3 separate regions of the Mus musculus genome follow, and regions 1 and 2 are each linked to region 3. The links are chromatin contacts, called in public Hi-C and Micro-C maps. All regions are on one chromosome and are shown on one strand. Each heading gives the region's core, a stretch centred on a gene start, on an enhancer-like site or on the middle of the called end of the contact. The rest is flanking DNA. Distances are from core to core; before and after follow the strand shown.

The links. Hi-C and Micro-C count contacts between places; a contact is called where the count stands out from the background.
Region 1: a Micro-C map of muscle stem cells shows a contact between it and region 3, with 15 times the contacts expected there. The contact joins two enhancer-like sites. A contact is called at or near these places in 3 of 484 Hi-C or Micro-C datasets (muscle stem cells, nephron progenitors and uterus), 4 of 115 datasets of contacts at active chromatin or transcription factors (the NIH/3T3 cell line, astrocytes, craniofacial prominence and 1 more) and 1 of 9 other capture datasets (embryonic stem cells).
Region 2: a Hi-C map of tail fibroblasts shows a contact between it and region 3, with 4 times the contacts expected there. The contact joins two enhancer-like sites. A contact is called at or near these places in 2 of 15 datasets of contacts at CTCF or cohesin (the NIH/3T3 cell line and stem cell-derived epiblast-like cells), 6 of 484 Hi-C or Micro-C datasets (embryonic fibroblasts, embryonic stem cells, nephron progenitors and 2 more) and 2 of 115 datasets of contacts at active chromatin or transcription factors (the NIH/3T3 cell line and embryonic stem cells).

Annotation. Positions count from the first base shown.
Region 1 is chr8:103,622,157-103,626,153 of GRCm38.p6, forward strand. All of the region lies in intron 1 of 4933400L20Rik (RIKEN cDNA 4933400L20 gene), which reads left to right. Among named protein-coding and RNA genes, the nearest start is that of 4933400L20Rik, 20 kb to the left of the region's middle. Within about 2 kb of position 2,050, at least 38 of the 459 cell types and tissues checked have an H3K27ac peak or open chromatin away from gene starts, as enhancers often do. A contact at or near this core is called in craniofacial prominence and muscle stem cells, where this site is marked.
Region 2 is chr8:103,700,497-103,703,985 of GRCm38.p6, forward strand. No RefSeq gene overlaps it. Among named protein-coding and RNA genes, the nearest start is that of Gm39235, 20 kb to the right of the region's middle. Within about 2 kb of position 1,980, at least 6 of the 459 cell types and tissues checked have an H3K27ac peak or open chromatin away from gene starts, as enhancers often do. A contact at or near this core is called in embryonic fibroblasts and tail fibroblasts, where this site is marked.
Region 3 is chr8:104,021,674-104,025,421 of GRCm38.p6, forward strand. All of the region lies in intron 1 of Gm32728 (a long non-coding RNA gene), which reads right to left. Among named protein-coding and RNA genes, the nearest start is that of Gm32728, 13 kb to the right of the region's middle. Within about 2 kb of position 1,553, at least 93 of the 459 cell types and tissues checked have an H3K27ac peak or open chromatin away from gene starts, as enhancers often do. A contact at or near this core is called in craniofacial prominence, embryonic fibroblasts, muscle stem cells and 1 more, where this site is marked.

The sequences.
Region 1 (3,997 bases), core at 800-3,299, 400 kb before region 3:
TTTCAGACAACACTTCCACAAAATGTACTGTCTGCCAGCAAAGGCAGAACACCTGGAAGCTCGGTGTGTTTATTCCATTGAACATGAGGTAGGATTGTTATATACACATATCCAAGGAGACAGGGTTTGTTGTACACACCTGGATTAAGGGGACAGGTTTAACTAATTTTAGGAGGAGCAGTCTCTGTCAAGGAACAGTCTTCAGGCCATAAATACTCAGGAGGAGAAAGCAATGGTAGACATTTTCTGCACACACTGTTGACACTCAAACCCTGTCTCCAGAGCAAGGTTCCGCCATGTCTCTGAGCCTAAGGCTCTGTATTCCTTGACATAACTGTTCCCATGTCAAACTATACACACCCACTCAGAGCATTACTTAACTCTGGCTTCCTGTGGTCCCCACACTAAGCCATCTTCCCCAAGCCATATCCTGAGTACTCAATTCATTTTTGCTAGAGTTGAACATATTTTGTTAACTCTGAATGGTAAGAGTAGCCAATCTTGGAATTACTAAAATATATTATATCCCATTTGACCTTCATACTTTTATACATATTATACTCTTTGCCTGGGGTTTATTTCTTCTTTTTTGAGCAGTTTGCTAATTCTTCCTGTAGAGAGAATATCTTGTGTATTGTATGGATGCATCACCTGTCAATTGAAAAGCCAATGGCCTATGGCTTAAGCGGGAAATGGGAGGTGGAACACCCAGGAGGCAGGAAGGGTTCTGGGATAGAGCCAGTCTTTGGATAATCCTCCCAGGAGATGTGAGCATGGTACCTGAGCATAGGTAACCACCCATGTGTCAAAAGGTAGGGGAAAATAATTGGTATATTTTAGTTATGATCTAGTCAGATCATAACTAATTGTATGGCTAAGGTATTATAGATATATTTTATAGATATATATAAGGTATTATAGATAAACTTTGAGTTTTAGTTTTATTTTGGGGAGCATGGGGCTGAGAAGAAGAATCAAGCTTCTTCCATCTTCCCAACTTCTACATCTTCCCAAGACTGAGCTGTCCCTACATTTATAAGTGTAACTGATCATGCCGACCCTATTCCTACCTCACAAAACAGGCAGCACTAGGCATCCATCCATCCATCCATCCATCCATCCATCCATCCATCCATCCTTGTCACTAGTCAACAGCTGCTTAATAACATCAAGGCCTTTCTGGGATCCTTGACAAAGCTGCCTGGGCTCTGAAGGTGTGGCTGCTAGCCCTCCAGGTTAGCCTTGTCTGTTGCTTGAATGTCCCAGCAAGGGCATAGATCCTTCATTCTTTTAGCCACAGAGTACACAGTAGGTACTCAACAAATATTTGCTATGGATAGGGTACTTACATACACCCAACCTCAAGTTAATAGAGCAGTGCTTTGTACAGATCTTTCCTTTTAGGTCTGGGATTCCCTTCTGATCTGGGTTAGAAAGATCGGACAACCTCCTGTCACTCCTCCTTTGTGAGCACGACCTATGGCCTCTGCATCCCCAGGGCGTGGGGTAAGGAATTTAACCCAACAACTCAGCAATGAATTGAGGAAAGAGATGGCATGTTTTAAGGTTTTCATTCTACTAAGTTTCTTTTGTTGTGATTATTTTTCTACTTTTCTCTTCCTCTTCTTCTTGTTTTAATTCTTAACTTCCTTCCAAACAGGAGACATCAAAAGGAACAGTAAATAGGAAGCACAGAGCTTTTTTTTAACTACTGAGACTCTCTGCCCTTGCAGGAGCATTCAAGCAACAGACAAGGCTAACCTGGAGGGCCAGCGGCCCCACCTTCAGAGCCCAGGCAGCTCTGCCAAGGATCCCAGAAAGGCCTGTAGGCAGGGTTGCCATGGTGACAGAGCTGTCACAAGTCCAGGGTCTTGCTGGGTAAGCACAAATGGATAGCTTGCTGGATCCCTCTTTTCATTTGAAAATTACCACTAATTTGCAATTAGTTGGGGGAAAATTAGAGATAGAGGAAAGGGAATTGCTCCTTTCAGCAAACAACCGCAACCATGGAAAATTGACTTTTCTCCTGAGTCATGATGGAGAGGAAGGAACAGCTGCTACTGAAGAGAGCACAGGCTTCAGGCTTGGGAGGCACTGGGTCCTGGTCTTCTCTGGTGTCCTGACTAGGTGACCTTGGGAAAGCCTCTAGAGCTCCCTGGCTTTGCTTTTCTCTGCCTGTGAACCACATGTAAAAACATTTACCTGCATGACTGATGGGAACGTTCACAAATATAAGAGAAGCAGAGTGTTTAAGTACCCAAGTTCATGGTAACTGTTACCACCATACACGAGGCTTACATTCATTCTCTTGTCTGCCCTCTGTACTTTACCATCTCCTTTGCTTAACTAATTAATTCACTCCCATTAATATTTATTTATCTCCTCTCTGTTTAAGTATCTTCTAGAAACTACAACCTGTCACTCACAGGCTTACGAGCAGCTCTCTGTGAGACCTAACAATATATGCCTACAGCCTCATAGGATCCTCTAACTCGATATCTTCTATAGGGCTATCCCCATCAGTACCTTCTCTGCAACCTGCCAACTGGCCTCTTGCTCCTTATTTGAGAAGGTAAGGCTCCCAAAGCCTAAAATACAGAGCAATATCAAAGGTGGGGGGGACTGCAGAAACAACACAACCCAAGCTCAGCTAAATCCAGAAGCCTCTGGGCTCTCTTAGTAATCTACTTCAGAGGTTTCATTCCCAGGATCCTCTGGTAGGATGGGCACCTAGGGGCTGCTTGTAGAGAATGCACTGAAAGAACAAGCACTGCTACCCTTAGTTTTCCCAGGAAACCATCCATTCTGACAGAAGAGTTCTTTACTCCTTGTCTTAGAGTTCACCCATCCTTCCTCCCTCAAGGATTCACTTGCAGTGTATGTTAAGATTGAGTCCCATACATGCTTGCTCTTCCTGTGTTCCCATTTCACCCCAAATCAAAGGGGAGAGCCAAGAATAAATAAAGAGGACATAGGTAACATAAAATTTCAGTCCAGTCTCTTCTTCCCTCATCTACTAGGCTTTGTAGCATCCAAGTCCTGCCTCTCGTTATCCATTTTGACCTCAAACACGTTACTGCTTGGTGCTTCAGTTTATTTATTTGCAAAGAGGAAAAAATGAGTAATTATGACTTGATATTTCTATGATAAATCCCTGCTGTTTAAATCTGAATCACAAGGCCAAGAGTAAACAACTGTGCTTTTTGGCAGAGAGCAGGACACGAACTGTGAAGGGCAGCAGGAGCTTGACAATGGTGAGGACAGGAAAGTAAAGAAAGCTCTTAAGCTGACACAAGACAGACAAAAATGCCATAAGGAAACACGGACCACCATGCTATGTAAAGGCATTGGCAGTCCAACAGAGATGGCTAGTGGCATTTCCAGATCACCGTCCATTTAGAAGGGATGGTGCTGACTAATGAAGAATTATCCACTTCCACTGTAAGCCACGAACAATTGTATGTTCTATCACCCAGCATCCTGGCCAGATTCCTCCTGGCTCACCCCCAGATTCCCAAAAGACTTTTCACCCAGAGAACAGAGCACTTGGGAAAGAGATGGTTAATTAGGATGCAAAGCTGGATGGTTAATTAAGTCCCTGGCCAATACCAAGATGAGCTCCTAACCTAATGATGTATTTCTTTTCTGTGGTATGAGGAAGGCAAGGGAGGAGAAAGGCAGAGCGGTCAGGATGAGCATGTTCTAACAGCTGTTCTGCTGTGAGGTCACTGGAGAACTGATCTTACCCTTCTGAATGCCATTTGCCTCTTTGTCCCAAAATATTTACAGGACATGTCTAGAATAGCCACAGGCAGCCTTCCACCTCTGACATCCTTGATGATGGATACTGACCATTGTCAGTGCCAGTGATATGGATGATGCTTTATCTTTATCATGAGAGCAGATCGCGTTTTTCAAACATTAGTTCTACCAAATGAAGGGACTTACCATGCATTATTTCATTTCATCCTTGAGATAATTGACAGAGCATTCCTAT
Region 2 (3,489 bases), core at 730-3,229, 320 kb before region 3:
GTAAATCAAGCTTTCAGTTCTGAAAAGGGCCAGTCAGTCCTCAATGGTCTTGGTTTTGTTGGATCATCATGGTCCTGTTAGCTAAGACCCCAGGAAACGAACAATTAAGAGTTTCCCCAGGAAACTCCTTGTCCTACCTTCCCCTGATATCCTTCCAATGTTGTGTAGTAGCATTCTGATTTTTCATGGTAAGTGAAATGTTTGTACCAGTTGAAAGACCTCTTCTTTGCTTGTTGGTCTAGAGGCATGAAGAATCCACAACACCCAGGAGATGTTTTAGCTTCAATTGTACTTTGGATCTTGATTACCACTATCTCCCCCCATAGGCCCATATATTAAAGGTTCATTCCTCAGAATGACATTATATGGAGATAATGAAAGTTCCCTAAGGTAGGGCATTATGGGAAGACCTTAAATCATAAAGGTATGCCCTTGAAAGAGATTGGAGAACTCTGTTTCATCCTTTTTTGGTCCCTGGTCATAAGAGCAGTTTGGCTGCACCATGCACTCCTGTTGCAACGTTCTGCTTAGTCACAGGCCCAAAGCAAATAGGCTCTCACTCCCTGTCTTAAACTAGAACCCCTGAAAGTGAGCCACTAGAACATTTATGCTTTGTAAGTTAATTGTCTCTGGCATTTCATTAGTAATGAAAAGCTAACTAACACAGCATCCAATTCACAAGCACCACGTTTGTGCTCCCTGGTGGAATGACTCTTGAACACCAGAGCCTCTCAGTGGAGGATATTTAGAGTAGCTCTTTAAACAGGTACAGTGCTGTTTATAGAAATTGCATATTTGTCAGTATAAACTTACTAACATCACTAATCTGTTCTACAATGAAAGAAAGAGAAACTGAGTCTAGGGGATTACTCTCCTACCCCTGGCATCAACATTGGAGAACACTAATGTTCACACTCCTTCACTTGAGCCAGACTGCTCCTCCCAGGGACATACTGACTTTGATTACCTCGTAAGTGTTTCATGGTTATCTCCAAACAGTCCTGTGGACTCTTAGGTGACATGCTGTATTTCCCTGTAGATCCCAAACATTGAAGAAATAGTGGAAGCAAAATGCTCTCCTCCTGTTTCACAGACATTCTGGTATAGCTTTCTTCGTTTTGACTGTTCAAGGTCAACATTTTACCTGGAAGTGCCTCTCATACCCTTCACAGCTTCTGGTGACCAATTTCCAGGCCTCTGCTGGGAGGCCAAATGATAGTCAGGGATGGAGGCATTAATAAGGGCATCTCTGTAAAATCCCAAAGCTCCTTCTTATGCCCTTTCAAATTAAAAGAGTTCCCTCTACTAATATATTAATTAAAATGAAAAATTAATAACTGACCTCTATTATTTATTGGCTGTTTGGGAGAATAAAATATTGATAACCAAAGAGAAATCAATTTCAATGAAAGCTCCTTTTCTGGAGCGTGCTTGATTCCAGTCACTTAATAAAGAGATAAGCTTACCTGCTACATCAGTTCAAAGACATCAGCTGTAAATGTTGATTTTGAACCAATAAGAAGATTATAAGTACTGTCATAAAATACCCTTCCAGGATGTAAATTATTCAAAGCCCTTCGTGGGCAGACATGGTCTCTCATGCCTCAGTGACTCGCCACACACTTCATTTATTAAAGCTAGAGAAGCCCTCTGTTGATAAAGCCCCCTAAATAAATGATAACTTTCATCTCCTTCTTCCAAATTATTTCCACAGTGAGCTGTGGAATTTGAAATGTTTATGCTGGAGGTGACATGTCAAAAATCACAGCCTCTGTGGGCCACATATACATCTTCATTGGGATGCTCAACTCCACATGACAGTCAATCCCCCTTAATGTGATCAGCCCAACGGGTCCTGGCAGCAGAGCTTAGCTCTGAGAGCTCATCTTGAAAGTCTCAGCTGCAAGGACTGCAAGAGCTGCGAGTCCAGTAGGGCTTAACAATTCATTCTCTGAGTGACTAAGCAGAACTCAGCATGACTCAGCACAATCTGTACAAGGCCTTCAGCCTGGTGGTTTGGGATGTTTCTCTTGCATGGAGATCAGAATAGGATAACCACCAGGTAGACTGACCCACCATGGGTATTTACTTCTAACTGGATCATCAACTATGGTGCAGGGTCATGGGATCCTCTCCAGAGCATCCAGAATGTTATAAAGTACCTAGGGCATTCTGCCTGCCTCATCCTGGACTACCACTGGAGTTTGTTCACATAAGATCCAGGGAAACCCTGCTGCTTTTGAAGACTCACTGCATGTGCCCTCTAGTCCTTGAAATATCTTGTGGTTTTCTCTTGTGAATCCTTTTCCTTTTTCTCTTTCCTCAAGTATTTATAGAGTACTCCTCAACCAAGCGGATCAGGTGGTGTTCTGGGCTTTTTGCAGATACGAACTTATGAAATCTTCACTGGGATCCTGCAATAAAGTCCTATTGCTTTGTTCTCTTTGCCAGAAGATGGACTTGAGTTCTAGAAAGCTAAATGGCTTGTCAGAACCACCTACTGAACAAGCAGTAGGGCTAAGGTCTGCATATCACAGATTTTATTTATTTATTTATTTATTTATTTATTTATTTATTTAATTTCAAAGATCACACATTGCCTTTTCATTCCATGACCATGCTATTGCTCTGAACCCAAAGCTCAGTGCTTCTTATCTAGACCTCACTTACCCTGCTGGGCATACCGGGTATTCTGCTGAAAATAGGCCTTGGGACTTGTGGATTATATACCTCTGCTTGCTTGTGTTTTCCCTGGAGCAGCATTCATCATTCATAGCATCCCAACTATCATCCATTTTTCCATGTACTACTCTGTTTCTCCTTTCCTTCATCCATAGAGTGGGATCACAGTGGTTCCTGTATTTGTATTAGCTCACACTGTCATCCTAAAGGTTTCTGACTATATCATCCTGGCTCTAAGTCCAAATGGTCCTCTGACCCCCCCCCCCCCCCACACACACACACACATTTCACTGAGCATTATTCAGGCATAAAACCAAAATCTCAGCATCTAGTGACTGGTCAGTAAATCTGGAGTTACTGGTCAATTATTTTGTTTCCCAGAACACATGGTAATTGGAGTTGGAGCAGCTACAAGGGACATCAGAAAGTGCACAGGCTTTAGGGAGATAGATGGCATTTAATTCCTGCCTCTAACATCTTCTAGTAGATGTTCTCAGGTGTACCACTGAGATTTTACTTTTATATCTGTAAGATGGGAGCTGGAAAGAAAAGCTATATATCAAAGCTGTCAGCTCACTATAGTTGCAAAGAGAAACTGCCTCCAAAACACTGTAAATGGTCCTTTCCTCCCCCTTTTTTTTTTCATTTTTCCTCTTCATCTCTACTTCCTTAACACAAGTGCATACATACCTACATCAGCATCCTTTGTTATAAATGTCACCAATGTGGCACTATGTTTTCTTTCCCACTACTGTTATGTTTGGAGTGTCTTTTGTTGGTGCACGGATCAATTTGACTTTTGTCTCC
Region 3 (3,748 bases), core at 303-2,802:
TACCCTACCCAAGATTTCTGTGAACTCTCACCTCTAGCCTATGGAACAAAGAAAATGGCAACCAATACGAAGGTAAGAGTCACCAGTGGGCTGGGTTTGAACTCACTGCACATCCTAGAGAAGTCAATTCATCTGCCGGAGCCTGGCTTTCCTTTTCTTCAGCCTAGAATCCCCAGTGCCTGCCTGAAACTGGAAGATCAGATGAAATGAGATATGGGGGGGTTTACGTACTCATTGCTCAGTAAGTCACAAATGTTAGTGACTGTATTAGCTAGCTTTGTGTGTCAGCTTGACACAAGCTGGAGTTATCACAGAGAAGAAGCCTCCCTTGAGGAAATGAAAAACAGCTGTAAGGCATTTTTTTTCAATTAGTGATCAAGTGGGTAGGGCTCAGTCCATTATGGGTGGTGCCATCCCTTGGCTGGGCCCATCCCTTGGCTGGTAGTCCCGGGTTCTATAAGAAAGCAGGCTGAGCAAGCCAGGGGAAGCAAGCCAGTAAGCAGCACCCCTCCATGGCCTCTGCATCAGCTCCTGCTTCCAAGTTCCTGCCCAGTGTGAGCTCCTGTCCCGACTTCCTTTGGGGATGAACAGCAATGCGGAAGTGTAAGCTGAATAAACCCTTTCCTCCCCAGCTTGCTTCTTGGTCATGAGGTTTTGTGGAGGAATAGAAACCGTGACTAAGACAGTGGTGCTCCTGTTCCATTACAGTTTCCAAATGGGGACCTGAGAGTTCATTGTGGCCAAATAAACGAGTTAGGAAACTGAATCCAGGCAACCAGGACAGGATTTCTCTCTTCCAGCCCTGCCTGATGCCTCCCACCACAAAGCCTCCTTGCTTCGCCTTGATGAGGTTTCATCCCACATAAGACACAATCCCAGTTATCCCAGAGAGGGGATAGCAACTCATGGGGTAGCGCTTGCAGTCCGACATCTTTTGTGAGTTGAAAATAAATCCCTGCTCCTCTCTAGGCTGGGTTTTCTCTAGTGCTAACACCCTCTGTACCAAAGAACAAGTTGTTTCTCCCAGCAGAACCCCACGTCTGTCCTACTGACCCTCAGTAGATTTATTTGGTATGAACTTTTGAATGTGGCCCTGCTGCTTAAAACGAGAGAAAGAGAGCACACTGCCAACAGTGTTCAAGTCACGACGGCGGGGGAAAAAAGAAATCAGAGGAGAGGGTGGGGCATGAGGAGAGATCAGGGTGTATTTTTAGGACTCTGTACAGGCCAGAAGTTCCTTTGATGAGTTTAAAAGTAAAAACATGTGTGCTGTGGTTCTGCTTGATTTAGACATGGTGTGGCTAGAGTGCAGTCAGCTTCCTCCCTTGGACTTTCTGATTCGCTGGGGAAAGCCAAAAAGTCTTCCGAAGAAAGAGATGTGCTGAGTGCATCCCACATCCTCCCACCCACATGCCTCTCTTTCTTTCTTTCTCCTCTGCCTTCCTGATCCACGTGGAGTAAGTACCAGAGCAAGTGAGGACCCTGTGTGGTCTGCACAGCACAAAGCTCCAGCCACAGCCTGGGCCCCACCCCAGCAGCTTCAGACAATTGCCTCCAGATGTGTGTGCACTGAGCTGGCCAGGAAGGATGCTGGCAGCCAGGGCTAGAAAGCCTAGCAACTGGTGCCATCCAGGCTCCCAGGCCACACCCACCTACCTCCGCAGACATTCCTTCACAACCTCATCATCTGAGGCCCCAGACAGATTGCAATATTGGGTCTAGGCCCAGCTGCTCAGGCTGTGTGTTCTCACCCAGCTCACTGCTGCTATAGTCACATGGGTTGGAATTGTTCCCTGTGGGAGACTTCACCCAGCTCAGGATCCCAGCTTCTCTGGATCGTAGGACAGTGCAAGGACACATGTCCATAGCCTTCTAGGAGTGGACTGTGGGTTTGAACAGTCAGATGTGCTGGGTCACATTGTGGCAATCTGTTCCCTGCAAACTGCTCTCTCTACGTAGGACCAGACTTTAGCCTCATAGATTCCTATATATCTTCTTCTCCACTGTATTAATCTGTTTCTGTTGCTATGAGTAAAATCCCCTAGGCAAGTTATTTTTAGTGAGAAAGGTGGTCTATTGAGCTCAGAGTTCTGGATGTTCAAGGATATCGCTCAGCTCAGATAAGAACCTCTTGGCAGATGGTGTCACCATAGCAACGGGATGGGATAGGATGGAGACCACAGTTTAAAGGTTCCACTGCTCCTTTTATCACCATCCCAAGCACCAAGATATGAGCTCTCTGGGTAAAAACTATACCCAGACACAACAGGATTTATTCCATAGATGTTACCAGCCCAATTCTACCCAGGCTGCAGAGCTAAGAACTATTAAATAGTATCCATGGTTGGGGACAGGCCCAAATGTTTCGAAGGTTCTTGACCTACTCTTATTCGAAGATTTGAAATAAAAGCCCCCACAAATTTTCAAAAGTATCAAGGAAAGTTTACTTCAGGCAAACCAATAGAAAAGATGAGGGAACACTAGGCCACTTCTTTAGGGTACTCAAGGGACCCAGGTTTCAGCCTAGGGTATCTTTTTATGGGATGTAAAGGAAAGAGAGATTGCTACAATGGGGTGTGGTTTGGGCGGGTCTCCATTTTGATTGAGAAATTAGATCATATAATCCCACTGCCCATGTCCCTTCCCAGAATGCATCTCATTTAATCACATGTGTGCCCAAGTATGCATAGATGCTAGGCAGTAAGTTAGGAGCTCCCCATAAAGGTTAGCTTTGAGAACACGGTTTGCCTTATGCGCATGCACTGAAATCTAGTTCTGGCCTGATCAGCCTGCTGCTCTTCTGACCCAGATTTGTTGGCAATATATTTGAATAAAAACTGCCAAAATCTGGTTATCTTACGGACACAGAGAAATTTACACTTAATGTTTGGAGAGGAGTATCCGTGAAGTCAGTGTAGGTAGGGGTCTCAGACTGCTACGTGGTTTGCTCACAGAGGGGTGTGTGTGCAAAGTACACGCAGATGAAGAAGGTGCATTGTTAGAAGAGAAGTGTGCACAACCCAAACCAGATACAGTTCTTGGCTACCAAACAACCTGCTGGGCGCGCCTGCCTCATACAGGGGCAACAGAGTCAAAAGGCACGCCAGGCTGAACGAAGGCAAAGACTGGCCACCTCCCTCTGGAGCTAATGACACAGTTTCACCAGGCAAATGACGGCTGGTCCACCACATCTGGAATAACAGGGGAAGTTCTGGGCACTCAGGCTGTTCGCACCACACAGGGATGGGGCACACTAAGAGGGCTTGTGGTTTCATCACCCAGGGGCAGCCACAGGCACATGCGGCATGCATAGGCATGCTGGCACAGAAGCTGCGAATGGACACAGACTGGCTGTGTCTGCAGTATCTTGGATTTCTGCTCCTGTATCTAAGGGCCGTGTATACATACTCTGGATACATCCGGAGTCTGACAAGTCAGGGAGATCAGAACATAAGGAAAGGGAGTTAGGAGGCAGAGGGAGGAAGACAAAAGGGGAGAGACATGGATGGGAAGAAACTGAAAGAAGGAAGGAGGAAGGGAGGGAGGGAGGCCCAGGAGTAGGTCTCTAGGAACCTCAGGGAATCACCAGGCACATTTGAAATTCATAGTCTGTCCTCAATATCTCTCCTTCTCTCCCTCTACCCCCCCTCTTTCTGTGTGTGCACACATATGTATGTATGTATGTATGTATGTATGTTATGTATGTATGTATGTATGTTGTGTATGCATGTGTGTGCATGTGTGTAGT